Regions from separate parts of the Nothobranchius furzeri genome. Here region 2 is linked to region 1. The links are chromatin contacts, called in public Micro-C maps. All regions are on one chromosome and are shown on one strand. The core of a region is the stretch at or near the end of the contact, and the rest is flanking DNA. Distances in the headings are between cores, read along the strand shown. Region 1 holds the start of med18 (mediator of RNA polymerase II transcription, subunit 18 homolog (yeast)). Region 2 holds the start of LOC107379383 (polycomb protein SCMH1).

What was found. Hi-C and Micro-C count contacts between places; a contact is called where the count stands out from the background.
Region 2: a contact with region 1 is called in a Micro-C map of tail fin, with 17 times the contacts expected there. The contact joins the promoter of LOC107379383 here to the promoter of med18 in region 1. A contact is called at or near these places in 2 of 2 Hi-C or Micro-C datasets (skeletal muscle and tail fin).

What each region holds. Positions count from the first base shown.
Region 1 is chr5:72,039,405-72,046,805 of NfurGRZ-RIMD1, reverse strand. med18 (mediator of RNA polymerase II transcription, subunit 18 homolog (yeast)) reads right to left here and starts at 4,526. Exons shown (of 3, transcript XM_015950104.3): 1 at 4,242-4,526; 2 at 3,827-3,916; 3 at 2,396-3,052. The coding sequence starts at 3,899. The coding sequence ends at 2,496.
Region 2 is chr5:72,203,857-72,211,257 of NfurGRZ-RIMD1, reverse strand. It overlaps LOC107379383 (polycomb protein SCMH1), which reads right to left and starts at 4,204. Exons shown (of 16, transcript XM_015950108.3): 1 at 4,075-4,204; 2 at 1,902-1,963; 3 at 1,707-1,784; 4 at 1,548-1,618; 5 at 1,228-1,462; 6 at 775-863; 7 at 397-643. The coding sequence starts at 1,926.

The sequences.
Region 1 (7,401 bases), core at 3,277-5,776:
AAAACTCAGAGAGAACCATAATAATCAAAAATAATTTTTTCAGTGTTCCACACCTTTAAAGCAACCTGACAAGATTTTAACACTTAATTTTATTACTTTCAAACTGGTTTCAGTGATTCTTGAGCCACAAACTTGAGCAACTTCATACTGAACATCGTCTTACAATCAAGTTGACTCTGATCTGTAGCGGTCTTCTTACCACTTAACAGTTTAGTGATTCTGATAGGTACACTAGTGGGAGGTCTCAACCTGCTTTATAATAATAGCCATTTACTGAGCTGGTAGCTAATATAAAGGCTAGCAGCTAGCTTTTTCAGTTTGTCAGGAAGCAGTAAGAAGAGTTTTGCTTCTTCCTTTTTGTTCCCATCATGGCAGAGCCTGGCAGTAAACGTAAGAGACTAATGGGTGGAGGTGAAGCAAAGAGCTAAGTCCAGAGTGATCATAAACGCGGCCTACACTTGTTTGAGCTAGCTAGCAGGGATTTACATCGTGGTCAGCTGACCTTCCACAAGTGTCAATCTGTTGATTCACACATGCATTTTTTTAAATAAAGGCTATGAAACCACGGACTGATGATGACCTAACTTTGTTGTGACTGGGCTTGTAAGACACTTTTTTTGTCCAACAATCTTTTTACGTCGTAGCTTATTTAGTATCAGTTGGTTTGTGTTAACGTTAGCTTGTTGTTATCACTAGCTACAGCAGGCTGCAGCAGGGTTGTTTACGGCAGCTGTAATTCTGCTTTCAACCAGTAGGAAGGAGAAACGGGAAAAATTATCCACTGTTGCTTTAAGTGCATTTTATTTTGCACATGTTCTGAGAAATGAAAAGTTGACTTTGCTGGTTCCACTAAACCTAGTTGCTTAATTGTAAAGAGCAACATACATGTACTTTTATTTACATAAATTTAACATTTCATTTCTTAGAGTGTAGTAGCTCTAACACATACTTATTCATGTGGACTTATTATTTTAAGTGTATGTATTGCCAAGCTAATCCTGTTCAACCTTAAGGAAGGTTTCTCCTGATTTCTTCTCTGCAGCACACCAAATTGTCTTCAGCAGAGCTGAGTCTTTCACTTGGGTTAGTCAGTGGTTGGCAACATCCACAAAGCCAAGCAGGCTTGATGCCAAGACACTGATTAGCCTAGCTATGCCTGCGCTCTCCAGGCATCGCAGAGTGGAGGTGTAGTGGGACTCCAGCTCATCACCACAGAGCACTGTGCTAAACACAACTTTTAAGTGGAAGAAAGCCAGTAGACTGTAGCGTATCCATGCTGGACACATAAAGCCTTAGGCAAGGAGGCATCTGCCTCTTTAATACATAATTCACTCAGAGCTGAAACATCATGCTTTAGTCCTAAGGGCCAGTAGTTTGCTTCTGGTTGTTGGAACATAAATCTGTCTCCATCAGATAGCCCAGACTCACAGAGAGGAAACTTTGTCTAACAAGTGGGCAAACCTAAAATTAGATGCAATCACGCACAGATCCAGTTTGTGATCAAAAATAAACAAAATCTCCAGAAACGTTGTTTAAAAGCGATGCTCAATGTGCAAAGAAAAAAAAACATGCGGAAACTATGTCACCTCACCTTTCCACCTCAGTGAGCTCGTCCTCATCAGCCTTGATATGCAGGTAGGTCAACATGCAGAGACAGCCATCGGCCCTGGAGCTCTCCTCTCAGACATGCACATGGTCACTTTAGATTTCAACTCCAGCAAATGCATCTTCCTGCAAGGGTATTATTAGAAGCACTCATGTCTTTTTTGCCAACATTATTATCATAACTGACAGGATGTGCATTAGTTACTTCCATCTCTGCAGGCAATTGGCCATAATGTTGACACACTAGTATACAGCCCTCTTTTTTTTCTTCTTCCAATTTCATCGTGAACAGTTAAGGACCCAAGGCAGCTGTGGAGCTTTCATGTGTAATGGTTCCAGTTCAATTTCCCATGAAAAAGGGGCACTAATGGGTTAACAGTGGAAACGAGAGGGGCAGGGAGCGAAAATCAATGCTTTTGTTGAGGGAAAGAAAGGAAGGCTTTCACAGGTCTATGTATCATTAAGCAATTGAGAAAGCTAATTAGAATGAGGTAAAAGATGTGCAGATCTCGCAGCTAATTATTTCCATGGCAACCACAGCTCCAGTAGATGATGAGAGGTAGCATTCAATTTGTTCCAATCAAGGCAAAGACAAGAGAAAGAGAGACCCCTAGTGGACGGAAAGAAAAACGTCCACAGCAAAAACCACCTCTTATTCAGTAAAGCATTAAAAGGTTCTTTGAATAAATAGCTTTAGCTGTTAATACACTATAATTTTCATCAACATGAGGAATAAATGAAGCATTTTTTAGATAGTGAAACAAATTCAAAAACAAATAAAACTCTCGAATAAAAGTTGAGCAGTATTTTATTTTCTATTAAGATAAAAAACAAACAATTAAACAAAAGTAGCTACATTAAATGAGTCCATGTTAGTCTGAATTCTACTTCTAATGTCTCTGCTTGCTTGGGTCAATCTTCTCCAGGTGAATCAGAGGTTTCAGTTGCTCTGCAAAGCTGCGCATGTCCTCTGAAACCGTGTCCTGGCCAGCAGGGGCCAACACGCTCAGTTCAACTAGGTGCGAATTTGACATTCGCTCTGTGTTTTCCGTGTTTCCTGGTAGCTGGACCCGAGAAACGTTGCAAACCACCACTTTCATAGCTCCTTTGCGAAATATGTGGCCGCTGGTGACAAATTCGTGGTCCATGCGGAAGCCCATCTCGTTCAGGAACTCTGGAAGGCTGTGAGAGGCAGCCACGTCAACGCAGTTGCGTACCAAGGCGTAGCGGTTTTTGTCTCCCACTTCAGGTTGGCCGAGATAACGCAGATGCCATGGAGCATTTGGGTGGGAGAGGGCGCGCCGGGCACGCAGGATAAAAGGATTTCCCTGCTGGCCTTTCAGAAGGTACACCAGCTCATGGTCTGTGAAAGTCTCGGGTTCCATGTTGTCACACAGACCACGGAGGCGATGCAGCAGGCTTTCCAGAGCCAGATCTAACACGCTGCCTGGATTCAACAAAAACAAAGAAAATAATGCTTCATTGAAGGAAAAATAACAGCAATCATTTTCTAACATGAATAATTCAAAAATAAAACAAACATCTTATGTCACTCAAACTTTATCTGAAACAGTAAAGGTATAAAACATGTATTCTATAATCAGTCTTCATCAGAATATGTTTTTCATGTAACACGTTTCCTTAAACTGTCAGATTAGAGGTTAATCCAGCTTTTGAGGACTTTTTCCACAGTTATGCTTTCATGGAAGCAGAAACAAGATTCTGAGATTTTACAAATTAGTAAAAATAAAATGACTAATAACTGATAGTTTCAGTTTATGGTAGAAGATCTTTTAAATCTTAGTTATCACCTACAAATATGTGTTCCTTATGCTGTACATCTTTGGAAACCCAATTTAGTATTTTTATTTTGTTGCTCTTAGTGGTTTGAAGGTTACAATAATAGCTTACTGCCGTTGTGTATGTACCTGCACTTTTGTTTTTATTTTTTTCTTCTTCCTTTTCTCTAAGCGTATGTTCTGCTCTAGAGTGAATGTCCCCCCTGGGATTAATAGCCTATTCAATTCAATTTAGATTTTTCCCCATTAACAGTCATCCATCTTTCATTGTTGACATAATAGCTGATATAAAATACTACATATGGCCACTAATGCAAAACTGACAATTGTATAAAACGTTGAAATGTCTGAAAAGTAATTTTTCTTGTGTACTTAAAAAGCACTCAGGGAGACTATTTTTATTTTGTATCTCACTAACTCACCTTGTAACAAATATTCCATCATATTAATCGTCCCACCGGTCACAGGCATCACGGTAACAGGAGGGGCCTCCATCTTTTCTCAGGTATCTGCTTTTGTCCCAATTTAAAAAGAAAAGCAGTCAGTAAGCTTAGCTCAACATGCTAATAAATAGCTAAATATTTCACTTTAAGAAAAAGGTCGAGGTGGTTCTAAACTTATTTTAATCAACACTTTGCATGCTGGCTCACTGTTACTTGATAATATGCAGAGCTTAATGTAAATAGCTACTTATGATGTTAACTTGTTCGTTATGCTAGCTAATAGTTAAAAGGCTAAATTATGTTGCTAAGCTAAATCATTCATACAGTTTGCGACTCCCCCAAAAAGTCTACTTTTACATGAAAAATAGCCATAAAGCAGAATGCTACTCCGTACCTGTTAAGGTAAACCAGAATAAATGTTGGCGTAATGGTTTGTTAAAGACCCGGTAAGCCTCTTCCGGTTAGCATGTAGCGTTAGCTAACCGCTAGTTCGCCAAGTTTTTACGTCAGCAACATACAAATGAGTCACTCCAGCTGTTCAAGTAAAAAATGGAGGAAACGTAGTCAAAATAAAACCACCCACGCATGTGGAGATTAGACAAAACATTCAATATGCATCAAAAATACGAGAGCATCTTTCTTTGGCTTGTTTTTGAAGCGCGTTACAACCGCTATGATAACACTCTGCTGCCACCTACTGGAGAATGACGGTTTTACAACATCTATGTCTAAAAACTACGGTGCACAAACGAAATGACAGGATCTTCGCATTAATATTCCACATTTCCTGAAATAAAAATAGAAATGAAGTTCATTCTGCAACTGCAGAAAGTAAATTAATGATCCAACAGTTTATAAATAATCATGAAAAAATAATCAGTCCAGTCACAACTAATCTGTTTCTCTATTATGATTTTATTCAGTTGTCTTCATCAGATCATATTTTAATCGCTTATAACTCTTTCTCAGAACGTCATTTTAAAATATCGGAACAGTTTCTTAAAAATAAATTCACTTCATTGTCTTTGGAAATTTTTAAACATTTAAAATTTAAATTGTATTATTTTATTCATAAATTCAAAATCTGCAAAATGAGAAATGTATCCACATTTCAGCAATATATCGTAACATATTATGGAAGAGTATGTATAAAATAAAATATATTTTAAATGTAGAAATTTATTTATTTATTTATTTATTTATTTATTTATTTATTTTGGGCAAAAATTGAGAAATTTTAGATTTTACCTCCACAACCCTGTGGGAGTAATAATTATACATACAATCATATTAGAAGTTGTTGACAAATTGATCACTAAATCAGAGGACAGTGTGGAAACTACAATCACTAACTCTTCAGTTTAGCTTTCATCTCTGCCAGGTGTGTTTCTACTACACTTTTATTTCACCATAAATGCAGTCAGTTTCACATGCATATCTATGTCTTCTTGCGGGAGGTGCCTTGATGACAAGAGAAGAATAAATAACAGTCGGGTTTTCTTCTTCTTCCTGCAGCATAAAACAAGACATTAATTACCTTAGCAAAACATCACATGTGGTATTTCATACATACACTTTATAATACTCATCATACCTTGCTGCCAAATCCGCAACAAGAGCTGTGAAACGGAAATGCTGAGGAGAGACAGAAAGAGAATCAGGTTGAAGGGCAAACCACTGTGCATGATTAAAATCTATATGTAAATTACAAAAAACAGGAAGTCTCAACGAAAACCTACAGCTGCAAATCCTACCTGCTTGCAGTCTTGATTTGAAGCAAAAAATCACGAGTGCTGTTACAGCTAGACATGCCGCAGTGATTGATACTCCATAAATGGCTGGAAACGTGTTTTCAGTCTCCTCAGATTCACCTGTAGAGTCAACAATATGTTTATTTTAATTGTTTAATTTTAATTTAGAATTTAAAAAAGAGGGTCGCGGCATTCACTCGCCTGCTGATGTGTTTAAAACTGCTGATGCTGATGTGTAAGTGCTGGTAACAGTCGTGCTATTGTCCAAAATCTGACCTGCCGTACAAACGAAAACCCCAGATGGAGCTACGTCCACTGATATTATCGTATTGTCCACCTGAAGCCTTGAAGTCTCTTTTCTAGTTTCAGAATCCACATCACACGTCACGAAACAAGACAGAGAGGAGTCCTCACGGTGGTGTACTACTGCCACAAAACAAACAAATATGTATATTTTAACATAAATCTTGTTTATTTTTCACAAATGAAGCAGATTACTGTGAGTTTCTTACCTTCTACCACACATAAGCTAACAGTAAGCTGTTTTTGACTCGGACCGCCACAGCGACTCGCCCAGCAGGTGTATTTCCCAACATCTGCAGCTTTAACATTAACAACATTAACGGTTGTTTCTGGAATCTGTTTGGATTCTTGGGCAGTTTTGTTGCTTGCTTCAAAAGTCCATTTTAGCTCCAGAAAACCCCCCGGACATGTGTGCATGAAGCTGCTGCCTGCAGTGATGTATGATGTCTCTTGAATTTCTTTCAGAGTTTCTAGAAGGACAATAAAAATATCAGAAATTGAAATAGAAATATGCGAAGGAATGAATAGATTTGTGAAAAGAACAGTCGTTCCAACCTTTTTGCACTCTGTAGATGTCCGACTGATCACTTCCGCATTTGTTTTTGTCACACTTTTCACACCAGTACATGCCCTGATCTTTCTCCTTAAAATCATCAATGATCAAGGAGCCATCATTTGAAACAGTGGCTCTGCGGTTAGAGGCATACAGTGTCAATCCTGTCTTATCTAGAAAGTATAATTGGGCTGCACGACTATGTTCATTCTCCTTGTAAACCCATCTAAAAGAATCCCACCGGGTGCCGACACGTTGACATGGTATCAGAACTCGACATCCCAGCCACACGTCGAGCTGATTTGTAGCTGTTAAAATAAAAAAATTTTTAGTTATTCACAAGCTTCTCTGGGAATTTTAAATATTAAATTGATTAGGTTGGTTACTTACCTGTTTTAGAGGAAATGCACTGATTCCATGTCATTAATAAAAACATCAACTTACAGTACTTTTGAATCGTAGCTGATGCGATCATTTGTATTTTTCAAAAAGACCATAAAAAGGTCTGTTTGAGATAAAAAAAAATTATTTTCAAAAGAGAAATGGCCAAGAATGTATATCTCAGTAAAACAGAAGCTACACTGAGCACAACAAAAAGACTCCCTTTGTGGTTATGCCATCACTGCTCATCAAAGTATGGCTCTGAGACTCAGTCAAAAGCTTTCAGATTGAGACCTGTAAAAGGTCGTGTTGACACATCGGAAGTGGTCCAACAGCCACTGCATCAGACATTTGACAGCATTTCTTTTTGGTGTGACCTCTTTTTTATGTTTTTGCTCCAGAAAATGTCTCTAGATACAATTAATGTGTGGGTCACAAGTTTATTTTCTCACACAGAGGTGTCACATTACAACAGTTTAGCTTTTGGTACATAACTATAGTGTTTTTATTACCTAGTTATTTTAAAAAGACGTGAAATTGAAAAAAGAAAGAACAAGACTGTGCTA
Region 2 (7,401 bases), core at 2,955-5,454, 160 kb before region 1:
TTAAAAGAATTAGCCAGAATAAATAAAACAGTGTGGGGTTCCCCATCTTGCCTTGTTCGTCCTCTCCAAGGAAATGTGGTAAATCTGTCAACAGTTTACATGTGAGGGTTGCAGAAGTCTGTCCGTTTCCATCATCTCAGACTTAAGTCTGAATAACCACACGTTGATTTTGGTTTGGGAATGTTTACCCAGAGGTTCCACTAAGTTACGATTCTCCACAACAATTTTTTGACGACTGTGACAGTTTACAGCCACTTAACCTCACCTGCCCAAACGTATAACATGCGATAATAAAAGACCCAGAAGGTGTTTGAATAAGATACGAAGAACAAAACAAACGTTTGTATCCACTGAACCCAACCACCAAGGAGCAGCTTAACAGTTACAGTCTCTGACCTTTGGTGCCAGGTGGCTGCAGGTTGTCTCCGGTGAGTGCGCACCAACCAACTGGGAAGATGTCACGTGAGTCATAGCGGCAGTGGTAATCAAAAGCCCCACGCCATCCATCGAAGGTGACCAGCACCTCGACTCCACGCAGTGCACCGACTGTCGCAGGGCAGATGAAGTGTGGATTTTTCCGATCCACCGCCTCCAGCTTCATTCCCACCTGGAAAGAGTTCTTCTCCGGAGGAGGTGGCTCCTGCTGGAGAACATAGGAATACAAAAAGGGGTTCAGGCATGGCAGTTTGTGTGCACAAGTATATGTCCACATCTAAAAGTAATTAAATGAAACATCCACTCATTTCTATGTGTGTGAGCCTTGTAGAGAGGTACCTTGTGAAAAATGCGAGAGGGAGCCATTTCAGCACCGTTTAGTGTTTTCAGCAGAAACATGGGCCAGGAAGAAGCATTGAGACGAAAACCTGGACAGGAAAACAATATTAGCTGAATATCAATGAATGGATTTTGGTCAATTATTTAAAACATTTGGCATTGAAACATGTCAGGTTAATTTGCAAAGTCACATTTCCCCACTTCTGTTAAATGTTAGACTGGATTTATCCTAAATAATCATTAAAACAATCATTTGCAGAGCTAAAATAATGAAATTGCACACAAACTTCCACACAGAAACCAAACTTTATCAGAAATTGTGAAGTATTATAATTCTCAGTGGTCAGTTACTGACCTCTAGAGGACAAATTATGAAGAACATTTGATGATAAACAAGAACGGTTTCATAATATTAAAGAAAAATGCTATTTTTGACATTAAATCACTGCTTACCCAGTGGTGGCTGCAGCATCCCTCCATTCTTCTCACAGCTGCCTATTGGCTGGATCTCTGAGGAGTCCACCAGGCGCCAGAAGTCGTTCTTATTGTCTGACCCGTCCAAGCGCAGCCTCAGCCGAGAGCCTGTCAGACCCACCACCGTGGCGATGCAGGTGGACGTGGTGTTCCGGGGGTCCTGGGCCTCCAGCTTCATGCCCACCTTGAACTCATTAACTGGAGGTGTGAGGCTCTAAACGTTGGAACAGCAGTTGAAAAGGTGGCGATAAATTCAGCAGACAAGTTGAAAGTCTTGATGTTTAGTCAAATCTTGTTACCTGTTTGAAACACGACGAAGGAGCAGCTGAAGCTCCCGTCTCTTTCAGGTACTTTTCCCAACTGAAGTGGCCTGCAGACGAATATCAGTGTTAAATCAGCAACACTGACACAAAATTGTCTTTGTGATTTATTTAAAAACAATCAAATAACTAGTTCACCTTGGTACAGCGAGGGTGCTCGGGAGGGCCGACCGCTCCGTGCATGCTTGATTATTTGGGGATCTTTCCATTCTAAAGCTGCGGGACACAAAACTCTTTCACTGGGAGTCACGGCTCGATGAACTACAGTATAAAGGTATGGTACAACTATTTTAATAAAACTTTTACGGCCATTTATAAAAGATAAATGCTCACGTTTTTGTGGCACAGGCTTCCTCATGCTCCAACAATTCTGTCCAGCTAGAAACCCAACCGCTCTAAAGACAAGAAAACAAACACAAAACAAAATATGAGATATTTGATGTAAAAGTCAGGCTAAACCACTATTAGCTTGTTCAGATCTAAAATGATGCATCAACTATGATACAGAATCCATGTAAGTCACTTTTGCAAAGAGTCGGTTAAAGATAAATCCAGTAATGATATTTTTGTGCACGGAAAGTTAGTTTAACAACTGGTTTGTGACCCTTTAGTGTAAATACGGCAAACAACACAAGTGGAATCGGTTTTAATGAATAAGACCTCTTAAGACTCTGAAAAAAAGCACAATCATGCCATAAAAATTAGGGATGGACAATATATCGGCATCAATATCGGTATCTGCAAGTGTTAGTCATTTTTTTTACATATTGGTTCGATAAATAAAACTGGGTCAATATTAACAACTAATATTTTTTCCATCTCATCTCCATTTGTTTGCTTGTTTTAGAGGGTGAGGGGGTTGATGTGCAATTGTTTAGTGATGTGACAGTGATTGTAATCCTCTCAGAACCGTAAATGTGTGTGGTGTGTGTACATAATAACGTAAATTCAGCTTTAATCAGTTTTATTCTATACAAAATCTAATAAATTTAGAAGCATTAATGTCAGTATATCGGTATCGGCCCAAAAATGTCATATCGGTGCATCACTAACAAAAATAACAACTTGCCTCTAAAAGTCTAAATTTTACATCAAGTTAAAATGAAAATGAGGTCGTTGTCGTCTTCCTCCGCTTATCCGGGTCGCAGCATCCCAACTAGGGAGGTCCAGCCCGTCCTCTCCCCGGCCACCCCCACCAGCTCCTCTGGCAGGACCCCAAGGCGTTCCTGGACCAGATTGGAGATTTAACCTCTCCAACGTGTCCTGGGTCGATCCAGGGGCCTCCTGCCGGCAGGACATGCCCGAAACACCTCCCCAGGGAGGCGTCCAGGAGGCATCCTAACCAGGTGCCCAAACCACCTCAACTGACTCCTTTCGATCCGGAGGAGCAGCGGTTCTACTCCGAGTCCCTCCCGAATGTCCGAGCTCCTCATTCCTATCTCTAAGGCTGAGCCCGGCCACCCTACGTGGTGGAATGAGGTAATTCTAAAACAAACACGGGAAACCTGTCATTAACTAAAACTTTTAGTAGATATTATTTTATTTTTGTCACGCATCAAGGTCAGATGATTAAACTAGACAAGAAAAAATGAGCCCAACGAGCAAAATAGTTTGCGCTATAAGCTGGAAACACTTAATGAATGAAAGAATGAATGGTGAAAGAGTGAACATAGGAAGAAGAGACTATAAACAATCCAAGGCGATCTGACAAATATTTGAATGTGTCCTGGCAAAACTTCCTTTCCACATCATCATCATCAGGGCTGAAAGAACTATTAAAGTTTGGATCTGAATGAAACCTAAAACTTGGGATTTTCTGCGGCTGGGATCAGGAAGTGGGCAGTTCCTAGAAACAAGCTTACCTTAAAACTTCATAACCGTCTGGCAGTGTTCCTACTCTCCGGACGATCTCGCTTTCGCAGAAGTGCGCCTTTTTCCTACGCGAAAGGGGGATGGCGTCCAAATTAAAGTAACCCTGCTCCTTGTTTTCAAATCTGCAAATCTGACAGGGAGACGGGAGTTAGAGCGGACGCACCTTCCTCCTGTTGCCAACCCAGCCCCCAAAACTCCAGCCGCTTTCGTTTGTCAAGCATCTTCGTTCAGACGCTAGATTTTCAACACGCCCGGGAGCCTGGAACATGTTAAGCTCCATTCAAAACACAAAGCTAACACATGGGTAGAAGAACGCCCTCCTTTTAGGCTACACGTTTGCATAAAACATTCGTGACAGCAGCGTGCCGAGTGTTGTTTATGAGTTATCGTCGGCTTAAAACAACACGCAACGGCTGGAAATAAAATATTACGAAGTGAAACGCAACATTCGTGCAGTTGCTACGCTACACACGCACGCAGACATGCCCACTGTCTTGAGATGCTAACCTAGCACGCTAAGCGACTCACGCGCTGAAACTGATTACAAATATTAGCATTGGTAAAACGGGGCTTTAGCTAACGGTAGTCTGGGCTCAAGCCGTACCCAGACCTTAAACGGGAGTTTGTACCTTACCCAGTAACGCCAGAATCGGCCTTTAATGGTAATTCAGCTTCTTTCCGCCATATTTTTTCATCCCGATGAGGAGGGGGTGCAGTAGCCAGCGTTTCTTGTTGGACGGTCAGGAAGGCAGACGGACACGGCAAGAAGGCAAGGCAGGCGGATGTAGGGTGAAACTACGGCATCTAGCGGTGAGAACTCGCTACTACAACCCAAAGGTGAATTAAAAACAGGCTCCGCATGGAAATATTTTTCACACAACAGTAAAAATCCGCAGTGTTTGATATATTTTTAATGTATATCTAAAATGACAGATTTATTTTTATTTTTGGGTTTACTTTCCCACATAGGAGGCTTCATAATAATGAGATTATTTTCCATCACATTTTTAAATCTCAACTCAACACAAACTAGTATTAAAATGATTTTCTTACTTGACAGGTCATTTGTTTATATGTTTAATGTTTTAAACAAGTCTTTGAACAACCTTTAGCCTCTTAATGGAGTACAGTAATGATAAGAGAACCACATGAATCACAGGAAAAGGGGAATTTGATTGATTTTAAATGCGGTACAATTTTTGGGAGTCGGATAGGCTGGCTAGAGTTTACAGCTGCAGAAGACAACACCTGGTTGTCACTCCTGAGGCTACAATTCACACGGAATCACCAAAACTGGACGTAAAAGGCTGAGAAAGTGCAGATTTTATCTCCAACATTCAGAATATGAGGAAAGGCAGGATCCATCCTGTCTCGTAGCAATGGTTCAGGTTGCTGTAGGTGATTTGATGGCGTGTGGAGGATGTTCCTGATGCACTTTGGTCTCCTCACCCAGCCAGCATGCATAGGTGTGCCCCATGTGGACACATATGGGCAAAGTGTATGGGTGCCAACAGGGTTTGTCTACGGTTTCTGTGGTTGGGTAAGACACTTAACCCTCCCTACCTGCCTGCTGGTGGTCGAAGGGACTGGTGGCGCCTGTGTTTGGCAGCCTCGCCTCTGTCAGTGTGTCCCTGGGCAGCGCTGGCGACATAGCTCATCATCACCAGCATTTGAATGTGTGTGAATGGATGAATGATACACTTTAGTGTAAAGCGCTTTGGAGTCCTCTGATTCTGAAAGGCGCTGTAAAAGTGTGGGCCATTCATCATCATATATGACGCTGGCTGGGTCAGTACGAACGGAGCATTGGTTTACCCCCACAGCCTCCCTGAGTATTGTTGCTAACCATTTCCATTCCTTTATGACCACACTGGACCCATCCTCTGATGGCTACTTCCAGCAGAATAATGCACCATGTCACAAAACTCAAATCATCTGGACACACGGTGAAGAGTCCACAACGACCTCCTCATTCTCCAGATCTCAATCCAGTCTAGAGCCTTTGGGATGCGGTGGAACGGGAGGTTTACTTAATGGGAGGACCGTTTACAACACCTCGTTGAATCAATATGAAGTGACCAGTTAGTTGTTCCAGTTTCTGTCTTTATAGAGTTTCTATGTAGTAAGATGTAAACCTGATCTTTAACGGAACCCAAAATAATTTTACATCTACTTTAGTAAAACATACTGCAGCAGTGCAAAAGGTCTGTACTAGTTTTTTTATTATTGCTCTAGTTTTGTGTGCTGAAATCAAAACACGAGGAGTTCGCCTTGAGCGTTACATGAATGAGATTTATTTGTAAGAGAAGACTTAGTTTAACCTTTTAATCGTTATTTGTTCCCATCAGGATAATTAGTATTGTGAGCCGATTTGACGGAAATACAGCTTCATTTCTTAAAAACCACAAACTCAATATTTATCCGAGTTACTCACTCCTTATGTGCCAGGCAGGACTCTCCGTTCAGGTGACCTCCACCTACTACAGATTCCCCGTCAACGCTGCAAAACCCGTGGTGAACGAGCTTTTTCTGTCTGCGCTCCAAAACTTTGGAATGATCTCCCACTGAATATCAGAATCTCCTCCTCCATTGGGGTTTTTCAGTCCCACTTAAAGACTTATTTTTATTCTCTTGCTTTTACTACCTAGCTATTTTATCGATGGTTTATTTACACTGTTCTTTTACTGATTTTATTGACTTCTCATGGTTCTTTGTGTTTTGCTCTAGTTGTTTTATTCTTTTAAATTATTCTTTTAACCCTATATGTTTTTACCCCTGTACAGCACTTTGGTCAGCTCACATGCTGTTTTTAAATGTGCTTTATCAAATAAATGGAATGGAATTTAAAAACATAGCAATGTGTTAGAAAACTGTTTTATCCTAGATGTGATCCTAGTGTAACAAATGTAGCACAGGATAATATCTCTAAAGACATTTTAGATAAATTAGAAAGGTGTGAAAATTAAAATCAGGGTTCATTTGGTAATATCATGCCAATTAGACGAGGGTAGCAACTGTAACTATGTGATTTGAACGGACACCTGGTGGTTCAATTGTGTGTAATGGTCACCTGGCAGCACGGCTAATGCCCATTTTAGCCTACGCTGGGCAGGCCACGGCCCATTGGCCCCATGCACACCAGGCAATTATGTTTGGTTTCACACGGTGAAAAGGGTTAATTGGCAGCGCCCACGTTCCTGCTTGGACCTGTTTCACGCTTGTCAGCCTTCATCGTATCAAAGGAAGCTTCAATTCACCCGGCACCAATATTAAAACACACACACACACACACACACACACCTCAGCAGTGTGCAGGAAGTCTACATGGGCAAATACTATCTTTATTCTTTTAAGAGAGTAAACAGATTTAATCTCTTTAAAACGTAAATATAAGCACACACTCTTGTATCACTCATAAGAACGAATAAGCAAACTGCTTGTGAGTGTGTGTCATCACCTGCATGATGTAGATTGTTTTTGGGAAGTAATTCCACATAAAGTCACTAGGGGTCAGTGTTGTCCCTTAAAAGAGCATGCCTCATCATCGCGACACTAAATTGCTCCATCTCACGCTGATGCATTCTGTATTTCCTTTGACTGCGTATTCTCATCATCTCGCCAGCATCATCCCTTTAAACTTTTATTCCATCTCGCATTTCGTAATTCTTTTTGAACAGTCCTCTCTGTTTTTGTGTACGAGTGTTTAGTTTCCTCTTGTGTCAGATGCATTTGGAAACTCATCTAATTACAGTGTCTCTGTCTGTGTTTTTACAGTTAAAGCCAAAATACGCCTTGTGCAACCGTGCCCACTGTATATTGTGTACGCTTCTGTGTTTTTGTGGTGTTAGCTGTTTATTTAAAGAAATACAACAACTGTGAAACTTAGTGTGCACTTCTGTAAAAAGTAAACATGCTATAAGAGAAAAAACAATCTAAGATTATCAATTTTTATTACACTTTA